Regions from separate parts of the Sus scrofa genome. Here region 1 is linked to region 2. A link is a contact called in public Hi-C data. All regions are on one chromosome and are shown on one strand. Each heading gives the region's core, a stretch centred on a gene start, on an enhancer-like site or on the middle of the called end of the contact. The rest is flanking DNA. Distances are from core to core; before and after follow the strand shown. Region 1 holds the start of PIGH (phosphatidylinositol N-acetylglucosaminyltransferase subunit H). Region 2 holds the start of VTI1B (vesicle transport through interaction with t-SNAREs 1B).

Region 1 (5,933 bases), core at 1,453-3,952, 97 kb after region 2:
GTAAGGGAACATCCCATGATGAATGAAGTTTAACTGGTCTCCAAGGCACTGTTGGGGTGGGGGAATCAACCTTCTAGACTGTAAGTCTGATTAGGGTTTCGGTGGTGCCTGGCACGTCATGTCTCCACCTAACACAAGAAAGAGGAGGTCATGGGGAACTCGGATGTGCAGCCAAGTGGGGAGAAGTCTCGTGGGACCGAGCCCTTAATTGTGGGATCTGATACTATTTCTGGGTAGATCGTGTCAGAACTGACACCAACTGGCGTCACAGATTTATTGCCCTTGGTGTGGGGACTTCTCCTAACATTTGGTGTCAGAAGTATTGTGAGTGTGGTAGCAGTGTGAAGGTAAAGGAGAAACACAGACCAAGCTTTTTCTAAAACAGTTTTGTATATGTAACATAATACCTAGAGCAACCACTAAAAAAGCTACATAAGGAAGCATATATTCACACTGTATAGATAAGCCAAAATAGAATTTTAAACAAGGTGAAACTGTAAGCTGCTTTTTGCAAGAAAGAGCTCTCTGCAGGAGACCCCTTTTATCTTGCCACTTTAACAAAGCTATATTTTAACTAGCTTCCAGCCCAAGCACACCTTTCAAATCTATTGATCACACATATTTTGTTCCTTAGATCAAAGAAAAAGAAATGACCAATAAGTCATTAACAGTTGGTCAGAATTTTTTTTTCTTTTTTGGGCCATACCTGCGGCATATGGAAGTTTCCAGGCTAGGGGCTGAATCAGAGCTGCAGTTGCTGGCCACAGCCACAGCCACAGCCACACCAGATCCGAGCCACATCTGTGACCTACGCCAGAGCTTGCGGCAACGCTAGATACTTAACCCACTGAGCGAGGCCAGGGATTGAACCCACATCCCCATGGATACTAGTCGGATTTGTAACTCGCTAAGTCACAACGGGAATGCCACAGATGGCCAGATCTCTTCCCCAGTTTCCCTTCAGTAATCTCACAAGCAAACTGCGTAAACAAGATAGCCTCTAAAGAAAGGTCAGAAGAAGTAGATGAGCCTGCACACAGTGGGAGATGTCGACGAATCGGACCGCCTACCTCAGTAATTAACTGAGATTACTTCCCTTTCTCCCTTGAAAACCTTCATGGCCAAACAGAATCTTGGGAGCTGGTCTTGTTATAGGGGTCCACTTTCTCCCCAGATTGCCAGCTTTTGATTAAAGCAATCTGTTTCTACCAGCACTTGCCTCTTGAGTATTGACTTTTTAGCAGCAAGCAGCAAGACTGGAATTTGTCAACAAAATGTGTTATATTTGTCTTTTTAATGTAAAATTTCTTTTTCTTTTTTTTTTTTTTTTGTCTTTTTGCCATTTCTTGGGCTACTCCTGCGGCATATGGAGGTTCCCAGGCTAGGGGTCGAATCGGAGCTGTAGCCACCAGCCCGTGCCAGAGTCACAGCAACTCAGGATCCGAGCAGCATCTGTGACCTACACCATAGCTCACGGCCATGCCACATCTTTAACGCACTGAGCAAGGCCAGGGATCGAATCCGAAACCTCATGGTCCCTAGTTGGATTAGTTAACCACTGATCCACAACGGGAACTCCAAATGTAAATATTTCTTGATCAATTTCACAAAAAACTGCAATAAGATTTACGAGTTCTTTTTGTTGGTTTTTTATTTTTTAATTAAAAAAATTTTTAGGGCTGCATCTGCAGTATATGGAAATTTCCAGGCTAGGAGTAGAATCAGAGATACAGCTGCAGCAACTTGGGATCCAAACTGCATCTGCAACCTATACCACAGCTCCCCGCAATGCTGGATCCTTAACTGACTGAACACGGCCAGGGATCGAACCCAGGTGTTCATGGATACTAGTCGGGTTCTTAACCCACTGGCCACAAAGGGAACTCCTTTGATGGCAGAAGGAAGGGATAATAATTAGACTCATCATCTTCCGCTCTTGCTAACCTCCCAGCCAGGATTTGTCTGCCTACTCAATGCTCCAGGCAGTGGTTTGGGAGAGAGGACACCTAGCCAGTGAGATCTAAACTCCTTACCAAGCCCTATACAAAATCCTCCTGGTTCTGACCGCTACCTACCTCCCAACAGCCGACTGCATTCCTTATGCGTCAGCCTCTCTGACCTTTTGATTCCTTCAATAAGCCGATCTTGTTCCAGCCTCGGGGGCTTTCTTTTTCCTGGTCCTCCTTCCTGGCAAATTTCTTCTCCAGACCTGCCTCAGACCAGTCTGGCACCTTATACTTGTAGCTCCAGTGTCTCATCTCAGAGGATGTCGTCTGTCCTCTTCAAAGTCCTCGAGTAGCCCTGCAGGTCCTATTATTGCCAAGAGCACTCTGAGATTATTTCCATATTGTTTCTCTTAATAGGAAGGAAACTACTAGAAAGCAGGGATTTTGTCAATACTGTTTACCGCTGTACCCCTTCAGCACCTAAAACTACCTTGCACCGGGATGAATGAATGAATGAATGAACAAATACCTGCGGGCTGTCTCCTTGGGCGTACTCTGGCTTAGAAATAGAAATCAGTTTGTTGGGCGAAAGCACATTAACAGCTGTTTTAATCTGCCCGCTGAGGCCTTGGCCCCCTTTGAATCTCTGGGGTAGATAATCTTCAAATCCCTCTGGGCCAGGGCGTGGAAAAACCTAAACCCGAAGAGCGTCCCTCCTGTCGGCGGCGGAACTGCGGCTGCGCGCAGCCGGGGGAGGGGCGTGGCCAACCCCGCTCGGGAAGCTCGCCCAGAGCCGGCGAGAGGACGCTGGAGGGCGCGCCAGACGCCGCGGCGTGGCCTGGTGGAGGCGAGCCGGCCATGGAGGACGAGCAGAGCTTCTCAGACATCTGCGGGGGCCGCCTGGCCCTGCAGCGGCGCTACTACTCCCCGTCCTGCCGGGAGTTCTGTCTCAGCTGCCCTCGGATCTCGTTCCGCTCGCTCACCGCAGTCACCTGCACCGTGTGGCTGGCGGCCTACGGACTCTTCACGCTTTGCGAGGTAAGGCCGGCCGGCCCCTTCCCGCGGGCCGGAGTCGGAGGCTCGGCTTTAGAAGGGTCTTGGGTTGAGCCCAGACCTCTCGCCGGACCCTCCTCCAGTCGCAGGGCTGGAGGGAGGGAACGGGAGGGTTCTGGGGACGCCATTCCGCTGCTGGACAGCTCTCCTCCTTAGGTTTAGTGACGTTTGTGCTCCTGTACTTTATCCCGCTCACGGGCCGCTGCTCTGCTCCCTGGTTCCACCCAGCATACAGATGGAGCTCGTCCTTGCACGACAGTCCAAAACATTAACTTCCCCGTGCTCTCTGTAGTCCACGCGCATGGTCATTCAGGTCCAAGAGTTCAAGAGAACTAAATGGATCGTCATCATCCATCACTTCCACTCCTCAGAGGAATCACTGCTAACAGTACCTTAAAGTCTTCTAGAAACTGCCTGTGCCGCCACAGTAATGTCTTTGCCTCCGTGTGTCTTTGCCTCCGCAGTTCACACAAGCAAGTTAAGAGTTTGATATAGTTCTTCCTAATCTCCTTTTCAAGGCAGCCTAACTCCTCCTCCTCCCGATCCCTTCCCCAAACTTAAATTGTGAAATTTTGGACATGGGTGGTTTCTATGCTCAGTTCTAGACTCATTCCCTTTTTCTGGGCCTCAATGTTCACGTCTCCAAAATGCAATTAATATCTGCCACGCCACTTTCACAGCATTGTGAGGGTCACATGTAGTGGCTTTGTGACAGCCCTCAAATAAAAGGAATCATCCTTATTGTTTTCTTCAGTAATTTAGTTTCGTATGTAGTGCCCTAAATTGAATGTATTATCCCAGGAGTGACCTAACTAGAGCTAAGTACAGCAAGGCTATTTATTTCTATAGTTTGGGTATTGTTTCCCATACTGCATCCATTAATTTGTACCAAATTGCATTGAAAAGCTTGTTTGTAAGTCACTCGAATTGGTTAAGTTGCCAGGACCGTCCTTCCCCTTCCGTAAAAAGATTTAATATATAATATAGCTGAACTTCAATACGAGCTTGAGCTCTGACCATGTAGTCATGTGAGGAAGAGGGAACAGGTATTTTTATTAAATGCCCACCAAGTGCCTGCTGCTTTACTAAATGCCTTGTTTCAACCTTAGAAGAAAATCAAGACTCAGAGTAATAACTTATCCGAAGTGATAAAGCTAGTAAATGGCATACCTGGGTTTCAAACCCAGGGCTGACTCTGAAACCATTTCTTCTCACTACACTATGATGTCTCCTCCTTGGGGAGGGCTTACTTAGGCAAAATTTTTAAATAGGGGAAGTTTGTTATTGTGCCAGCTCCCTTTTGTATGCATTTCTCCCATCCTGGTATATCCCACTTACCCCATCAAATGTCCAGGCTCCGTAACTTCAGCTTCCTTTAAACTCCACTGCAACACTTCTTAAGGGCCCTGTGCACCAAAATTTCTTTTCTTTCCTCCTATTCAAAACTATTAGAGTAATGAATCTCAGCTAGAATGAGAAGTCTGATGAAGAAATTCCTTAAAACATGTGGCTTAACTTCAACCCAAACGAATACTGAATTGTTAGAATTTCAGAAAGAAAAATGAAGTATAAAAAATTGTAGGTAGTGGAGTTCCCATCGTGGCGCAGTGGAAACAGATCCAACTAGGAATCATGAGGTTGCAGGTTCAGTCCCTGGCTCACTCAGTGGGTTAAGGATCTGATGTTGCCGTGAGCTGTGGTGTAGGTCGCAGATGAAGCTCAGATCTGGTGTTGCTGTGGCTGTGGTGTAGGCTGGCAGCTGTAGCTCCGATTAGACCCCTGGCCTGGGAACCTCCATATGCCGCGGATGCAGCCCTAAAGTGCAAAAAAAAAAAAAATGTAGGTAGTAATGAAGTTTGGGGCAAGGATTACTTTCTAGAAATGCTAATATGGGTCAAATCCCCTAAGTATATCATGTTCTTCATCCCTTCTTTCCTCCCAGTTTTTGAACTCACAGTTCTGTTGGAATTCTAAGTCTTTATTTATTCCTAGAATATCGACCTCCTTCCTTTTCTCAGCTAAGTATATCTGTCAATAACCACTACCTCCTCTGTACCAGCTAAATCCTGCTTCCTTGGACGTCTTCATGGGATCTTCCTGTGTGCTTAAGTCTCTTTCTTGCTTTCGCTCTCTCTCTTTTAATCCAGTCTTAGGCACTTCTAAAAGTATCACTTCTAGTGAATAGTATCACAGTATCCTCCAAAAGTATTTTTTATATATTGATCTTGCCTCTAATAAATCTCTAAGGGCCAGAACCGAATTTTATCATTCTCCACTCTTCCTAATACTTAACTCAGTTCACACTGTGTACAAGACACTACTGTACTAGATGCTAGACTCAGTTAACTAAAAGTGTTTCTGGATCATCAGAGACCCAGCACAAAGATTTCTCCATCTTCCATTTGTTAATCCACAAATGATTATCTAGCACAGAGGTCAGCAAAGTTTTTCTTTAAAAGTCCAAATAGTAAATATTTTAGGCTTTACAGGTCTCTGTCTCATATTCTTCTGTTTCTTTTTCTCTTTTTCTTTCTTTTTATCAACCCCTTAAAAAATGTAAAAAACAGAGTTCCCTGCGTGACTCAGTGTTTAATGAATCCGACTAGGAACCATGAGGTTGCGGGTTCGATCCCTGGCCTCGCTCAGTGGGTTAAGGATCTGGCGTTGCCGTGAGCTGTGGTGTAGGTGGCAGATGTGGCTTGGATCCCGCGTTGCTATGGCTCTGGAGTAGACTGGCGGCTACAGCTCCAATTCAACCCCTAGCCTAGGAACTTCCATATGCCACGGGTGCAGCCCTGGAAAAAGACAAAAAATGTAAAAAACATTCTTAGCTGAAGGTGGACCAGACAAAAACAGATCACAGGTCCAAACAGTTTGCAGACCTCTGATCTGACACTTAACTATGTGTTAACGTAGAAAGAAGTAGAAAGTTAC
Region 2 (6,100 bases), core at 133-2,632:
TCTCAATTCAAATGCCATTAACTCTGGTTATGCGATAATTTGATTAGTCATTCACCCATTTTCTACTAATCTTTCATGAAGAAAAGATCACTTTTTCCATCCCAGGCTATTTGTTACTTCTTTTTGTACCTGTCCCTTTTATTTATAACACAATGCTATGGGACTTACCACAGTACACTGCCACTGATGACCTCAGACTTTGCTATCTATCTCTATGTTCAATATTAGGAGCTCAACAAAAATTTGTTGAATCAATGATCAATGAATTCGGTCTAATAAAAAACTAGGGTCCAGGAGATAAAAATTACCAAATCATTTACCCCTGGTCAGTCATATATTTTTAACATGTGCGGGCAGTTTTAAGTATTCCAGAATGGGCTCCATAGGCAAACTCATCAGTGAAAATAGGAATTTTCCTCCATTAAATCACGAAAACCCACGAAGTGCAGAAAAAGATCTTGTAATTGTTAACACATTACACTTGAGAGAGAGCTGATAAAAGCCAGGTCTGCCTTCATTATAAATTACCCAAGCGCAGAGAGAAACTTATTCACCAACACTTTCCCAGATCCCACCACAGTGACTACCCTTAAATTGACAAACACCGGCTAAGTGAACGAGTGCACCGCAGCTGCGGCGGCTAGAGGGTGAGTATTTTAGGGGCCACCCTGCCCGAGGGCCACTCCTGAAAGCATATGACTGATCACTTGACTCCCAGTCAAAGTGCTTTACTGCTTGAGAGCAGGCAGGAACCTGACCCAGCTATTTTCCGAAAACTGAAAGCTAACAGTCATAATGTGGACTGAATCAGAGTGGCCAAACATTACCACCAGAGTGAAGACGACGACCACGCGCTACCGATATGTTAGCGTCACGTCCGCGGCCGCGGCGACCACAGGGCCACCGCCCCCAACGATGCGTGACTTCCGAGTAGGGGCGTTTTCCGCGCCGAACTACAGCCCCCAGCATGCACTACAGCCCCTCGACGGAAGGCGGATCCCGAGAGGGAGGGGGCCGTGCCGCCCGGCCTGCGGGTCCCCAAAGTCCCTTCCGCTGTGGCGCTCTCCCCGACGCCGAGCTGGGTATTTCCCGGGTTCCGAGACTGCCGGCTAGCGTCAGATCGCTGCCACCCCCGCAGGAGTCGCCCGGGCAGCGCACGCTGCCAAACTTTCCGTCAGGCTTTGGCGCCTGGCGCGCCGTCAGTGACGCCATGCAGGGGGTGGGCGTTCCGGTTCGGCAGGACCCCGCCGCGGCGCCGGAAGCGCCTCGTCCTGGGAGGTGGTGGCGGCGGTCGCCGTGATGCCTGCGGGGCTGGGCGGCTGACGGTGGCGTAGAAGTGGGCCCCGAGCCCTGAGTCTCGGCGGCCGCTGTTGTAGAGCGGCCTCCGCCATGGCCACCTCCGCCGCCTCCTCGGAGCATTTCGAGAAACTGCACGAGATCTTCCGCGGCCTCCATGAAGACCTACGAGGGGTGCCGGAGCGGCTCCTGGGGATAGCAGGGACAGGTAAGGCGGGGGCGGGCTGAGCCTAGGGGAACCCGGCTCCGCCAGCTCTGCGAGGAAGGGCCCCCACCCTCTTCTCTCGCTTCTCATTCTCAGACACGCCCCCTAAGGTTGGCTGGGTCCAGGCACCCGGGAGCTCCCTACTGCCAGGTGTTCCCTTTTGATCCTATAGCGTTCAGATTTTTCTCGTTTCGTCTTCAGCGTGGCAAGAAGAGTACAGACCTTAAATCTGAGATGCTGTGTTTCAGTAGAATGGGTTTCTTTTGTAGCTTTCTGTATTTTTGTTTTATATATCCAAAACTATTTTCAAAAGAGACCCAGACTGGCAGAAGAGCCGTAGCACAAAAAAAGTTCAGAACCCAAAGGAGTCATAACTCTGGGGGTTGGTAAGTAACCAGTCTTGGAGGGGGGGTTCTTTAAAATCAGGATTGTGATCATTAGGTATGGTCGTCCTCTGAACTCCGCCTAGACTGTTTCTTGCTCCTTGATTTTAAAGTTCGGATTGCTGCAGGTTTTGCTTGGAGGAAATAAAGAGTTCGAATTCACATAGGGAAGTTTGCCATAGTTTTTTGTCCTAAGACAAATAGCTCTCCATGGCAAAGCAGGTAAGATTTTTGTTGTTTTTACTTAAGTGTCAAAGCTTGAGTGTTTGCTCTGTGAGTTCCTCAAGGTCATATGAATTGACACACTGGTGAGAATTATATCTTTGTTTAACATATTTATTGGAGGAGTCTGCTGTGTGCTAGGCACTGTCCTAGATGCTGGTAATATTACAAACTACAGTGAAAACGCTTAAAGTCTCTTCTATAGGTTGATGATAATATAAATATCAAGAGGTGGTGCGGAGTTCCCGTCATGGCTCAGTGGTTAACGAATCCAACTAGGAACCATGGGGTTGCGGGTTCGATCCTTGACCTTGCTCAGTGGGTTGATCTGGCGTTGCTGTAAGGTGTGGTGTAGGTCGCAGACTCGGCTGGGATCCCGCATTGCTGTGGCTCTGGCGTAGGTGAGTGGCTACAGCTCCGATTCAACCCCTAGCCTGGGAACCTCCATATGCTGTGCGAGCAGCCCAAGAAATGGCAAAAAGACAAAAAAAAGAGGTGGTGTTAAAGCAATGTGAGAAAATAAAACAGGGCAAAGAAATAGGGAGGGGGCTCTAGCTTTAACTTGAGTAGCTGTGAAAGGCCTCTTTGAGGAGGTGATTTGAAGTTAAGTTGAGCAGAGATTTGAAGTAAGGGGGTGAACCATTCAAATCTGGGGAAAGTGAGAGTCAGGAAGACAGAACGGTACTGCAGAGATCCTTGAGCAGAAATGAGCTTGGTATATTCTAGGAAGAACAAGAAGGTCAGTGTTTGGGGTGGAAGGAGGAGATTGTGATAATAGATGAAGCTTTAAAGAGGTAGGCAGGGCCAGATCACCTGGGGCCTTGTGGAAAAGATTCCCATCTTTTTCTAAATGCAGTGGCTGGCAATTGAAAGTTTGTTTTTTTTTGTTTGTTTGATTTTCCTCCTGTCTTTTGAGGGCTGCATTCGTGGCATATGAAACTTCCCAGGCTAGGGGTTGAATTGGAGCTGCAGCTGCCAGCCTACGCCACAGCCACACCAATGCCAGATCCTAACCACATCTGCGACCTACATCACAGTTCACAGCAACACCGGATCCTTAACCCACTGAGCCGAGGCCAGGGATCAAACTTGTGTCCTCTTGGATCCTAGTCAGTTTGCTACCACCAAGCCATTCCGGGAGCTCCCTAAAGGGTTTTTAACAGAAGAGCAATGGAATCTGATGTACGTGGTTGAAGAATAGACCATTTTGGAGTTCCTATTGTGATTCAGCGGGTTACCAGACTAGGATCCATGAGACTCAGGTTTGATACCTGGCCTTACTCAGTGGGTTAAGGATCAGGTGTTGAAACAAGCTGCAGCATAGCTCACAGATGTGGCTGTGGCCTAGGCTTCTAGCTGGTAGCTGCAGCTCCGATTCAACCCCTAGCTCCAAGAACTTGGGTGATTAAGCACTGAATAATGTATATAGCACATCCATTGCATTTAGCTTATGCTCTGTAATTGAATTCAGTCATTTTTCAATAATCATTTAAAAATAAACATTTATTGAGATTTATGTATCAATCAGTGTCGGGCCCCTGAGGGGTTCCAGGAGTTCTTGCCTTAAACGGGAGCGAATTTACAGCCAAGTATTTGATGAGCCCTGAGATAGCTTTTTTGTCATGGTCTCAAAACTAACATTGGCGTGGACGACCGAGAAGGGAGCTTCACAGAAAGGAGAACTTTGAACTGAGTGTATAAAATGTTGAACAGGAGTTTACCAGACAGGGGAAATGGGAAGAGACAACAAAGGAAGAAAAAAAATCAAATATTTGCAACTGTGCTATGAGCTTAAGATATGTGTGGGAGAGTAGCAGTAGATGAGGAAAGTAAGACTGTTAAGGAACCTAAGTGTCACATTAAGATGCCTAGACTTAGTTCCCGTCCTGGCGCAGCAGAAACAAATCCAACTAGGAACCATGAGGTTGTGGGTTCGATCCCTGGCCTCGCTCAGTGGGTTAAGGATCCGGCATTTCTGTGAGCTGTGGTGTAGGTCGCAGACGTGGTTCAGATCTGGCATTGGTGTGGCTGTGGTGTAGGCTGGCAGCTGCAGCTCCAATTCGACCCCTAGCCTAGGAACCTCCATATGCCGTGAGTACAGACCTAAAAGCAAAAAAAAAAAAAAAAAAAAAAAAAAAAGATGGCTAGACTTGATAATGGAGAATCAGTAAAGGATTTTAAATAGCTGACTATTATAGTCAGATTTTATTTTAGAAGAATAATACTGGTGGCTGAGTAGAGGATGAAAGCACAGTAATCTGGATACCGGTGTTGACTAAAAAAAAATATGCACAACCTAAAAGTTGAGAGTTATGTCATATTCTGCAGACATTCTTAGGACTTCAAGCCTGGGAAGCGGCATCTCAAGTAACCCTGAGAAAACTGCCCAGAGGAGGTGAAGGGGCTGGGAAACTAGGATAAATAGAAGGTTTGCAGCAAAGGGCATGTAGACAAAAGATAACTTGTTAATTTAAAAAAAAAAATAACTCCCATCATGGCGCAGTGGAAACAAATCCGACTAAGAACCATGAGGTTTCAGGTTCGACCCCTGGCCTTGCTCAGTGGGTTAAGGATCCCGAGTCGCTTGGTGTAGGCCGGCGGCTCCAGCTCCGATTAGACCCCAAGCCTGGGAACCTCCATATGCCGCAGTTTTGGCCCTAAAAAAGACAAAAGTCCAAAAAAAAAAAAAAAACTCGGATAGCTCAAGGTAAGGAATTTATCGCTTTTCTATGGGAAGATGCAGGAGTCTGGGCTCACTGAAATCATTCCTTTGATATGCACCTCAACTATTCGGAGCCAGTATCCTGTGTTTTCTCATCCACACTGAGTTCCCTCAAGTTGCAGCCTTGCGGTGGCTGCAGTCTAATGAGTGCTAGGTGGCAAGAATTCTTTGTTTGCTTCCTTGAGTTTGCTCAGGGCTTCTGGTCGGGGGATGGCTGCAGTCACTCACGGCTCATGGCTGCAATGTCTTTTGCTTACTGGTAATTCCAGACAATATTTTATTTCTTACCGGAGACCATGTTAGCTTTTGTGGCAGCCATCTAGGTAGCCTGGGAATCTATAGAGTCCCAAATCCAAGAGGTGATTCTAAGACAGAAATTAGCCAGACTGATTGGATATGAGGAGTGAGGGAGAAAGATTCATTAAAGGTCTACATTTTCTCACTTGGTCAATTGAATGAATGATGAATTTAAATAGGAAATGCAAGAGGAGAAGCAGGTCTGTTTGGGTTATGGAGGAAAACATCGAGGGTGCTTTTAGAATAGAGAACATAATGTATGTCCATTTCTAGCCTGACAAATATTTCTTTTCCTACCATTAAAAATAAAATTTATGAAGTAGATATGTGAATTGAGAGGCAGTATGGTGTAATAATTTAACAGCAAGGATTCTAGAGCCAGACTGCTTGAATTCAAATCCTAGATCCACCTCTGATAGCTGTGTGACCTGGGACAACTTACTTTAATTAGTTTCCCCTGCAAGATGGGACTCAGTCATTGTATTTACTTCATAGGGATTTTGTGAGGGTAAAAAATGAGTTAACATATGTAAAGCCCATAAAATACTAACCATAATGCCTAATTAGAGTAAGAGCAGTTAGCCATTGTTACTGCTACATGAGAAATCCGATGTTTTCTTTCCTCTTTTTTTTTTTTATTTTTATTTATTTATTTATTTATTTTCTTTTGTCTTTTTTGTTGTTGTTGTTGTTGTTGTTGCTATTTCTTGGGCCACTCCCGCGGCATATGGAGGTTCCCAGGCTAGGGGTTGAATCGGAGCTGTAGCCACCGGCCTATGCCAGAGCCACAGCAACGCGGGATCCGAGCCGCGTCTGCAACCTACACCACAGCTCACGGCAACGCTGGATGGTTAACCCACTGAGCAAGGGCAGGAACCGAACCCGCAACCTCATGGTTCCTAGTCGGATTCGTTAACCACTGCGCCACGACGGGAACTCCTCTTTCCTCTCTTTTTTATTATTTTTTTTTTTTTG

What was found. Hi-C and Micro-C count contacts between places; a contact is called where the count stands out from the background.
Region 1: a Hi-C map of skeletal muscle shows a contact between it and region 2, with 2.9 times the contacts expected there. The contact joins the promoter of PIGH here to the promoter of VTI1B in region 2. A contact is called at or near these places in 1 of 5 promoter capture datasets (liver), 19 of 47 Hi-C or Micro-C datasets (blood, brain, embryonic fibroblasts and 8 more) and 2 of 2 datasets of contacts at active chromatin or transcription factors (alveolar macrophages and skeletal muscle).

The regions. Positions count from the first base shown.
Region 1 is chr7:91,313,117-91,319,049 of Sscrofa11.1, reverse strand. It overlaps PIGH (phosphatidylinositol N-acetylglucosaminyltransferase subunit H), which reads left to right and starts at 2,702. Exons shown (of 4, transcript XM_001928658.5): 1 at 2,702-2,984. The coding sequence starts at 2,805.
Region 2 is chr7:91,408,762-91,414,861 of Sscrofa11.1, reverse strand. It overlaps VTI1B (vesicle transport through interaction with t-SNAREs 1B), which reads left to right and starts at 1,382. Exons shown (of 6, transcript NM_214437.1): 1 at 1,382-1,504. The coding sequence starts at 1,390.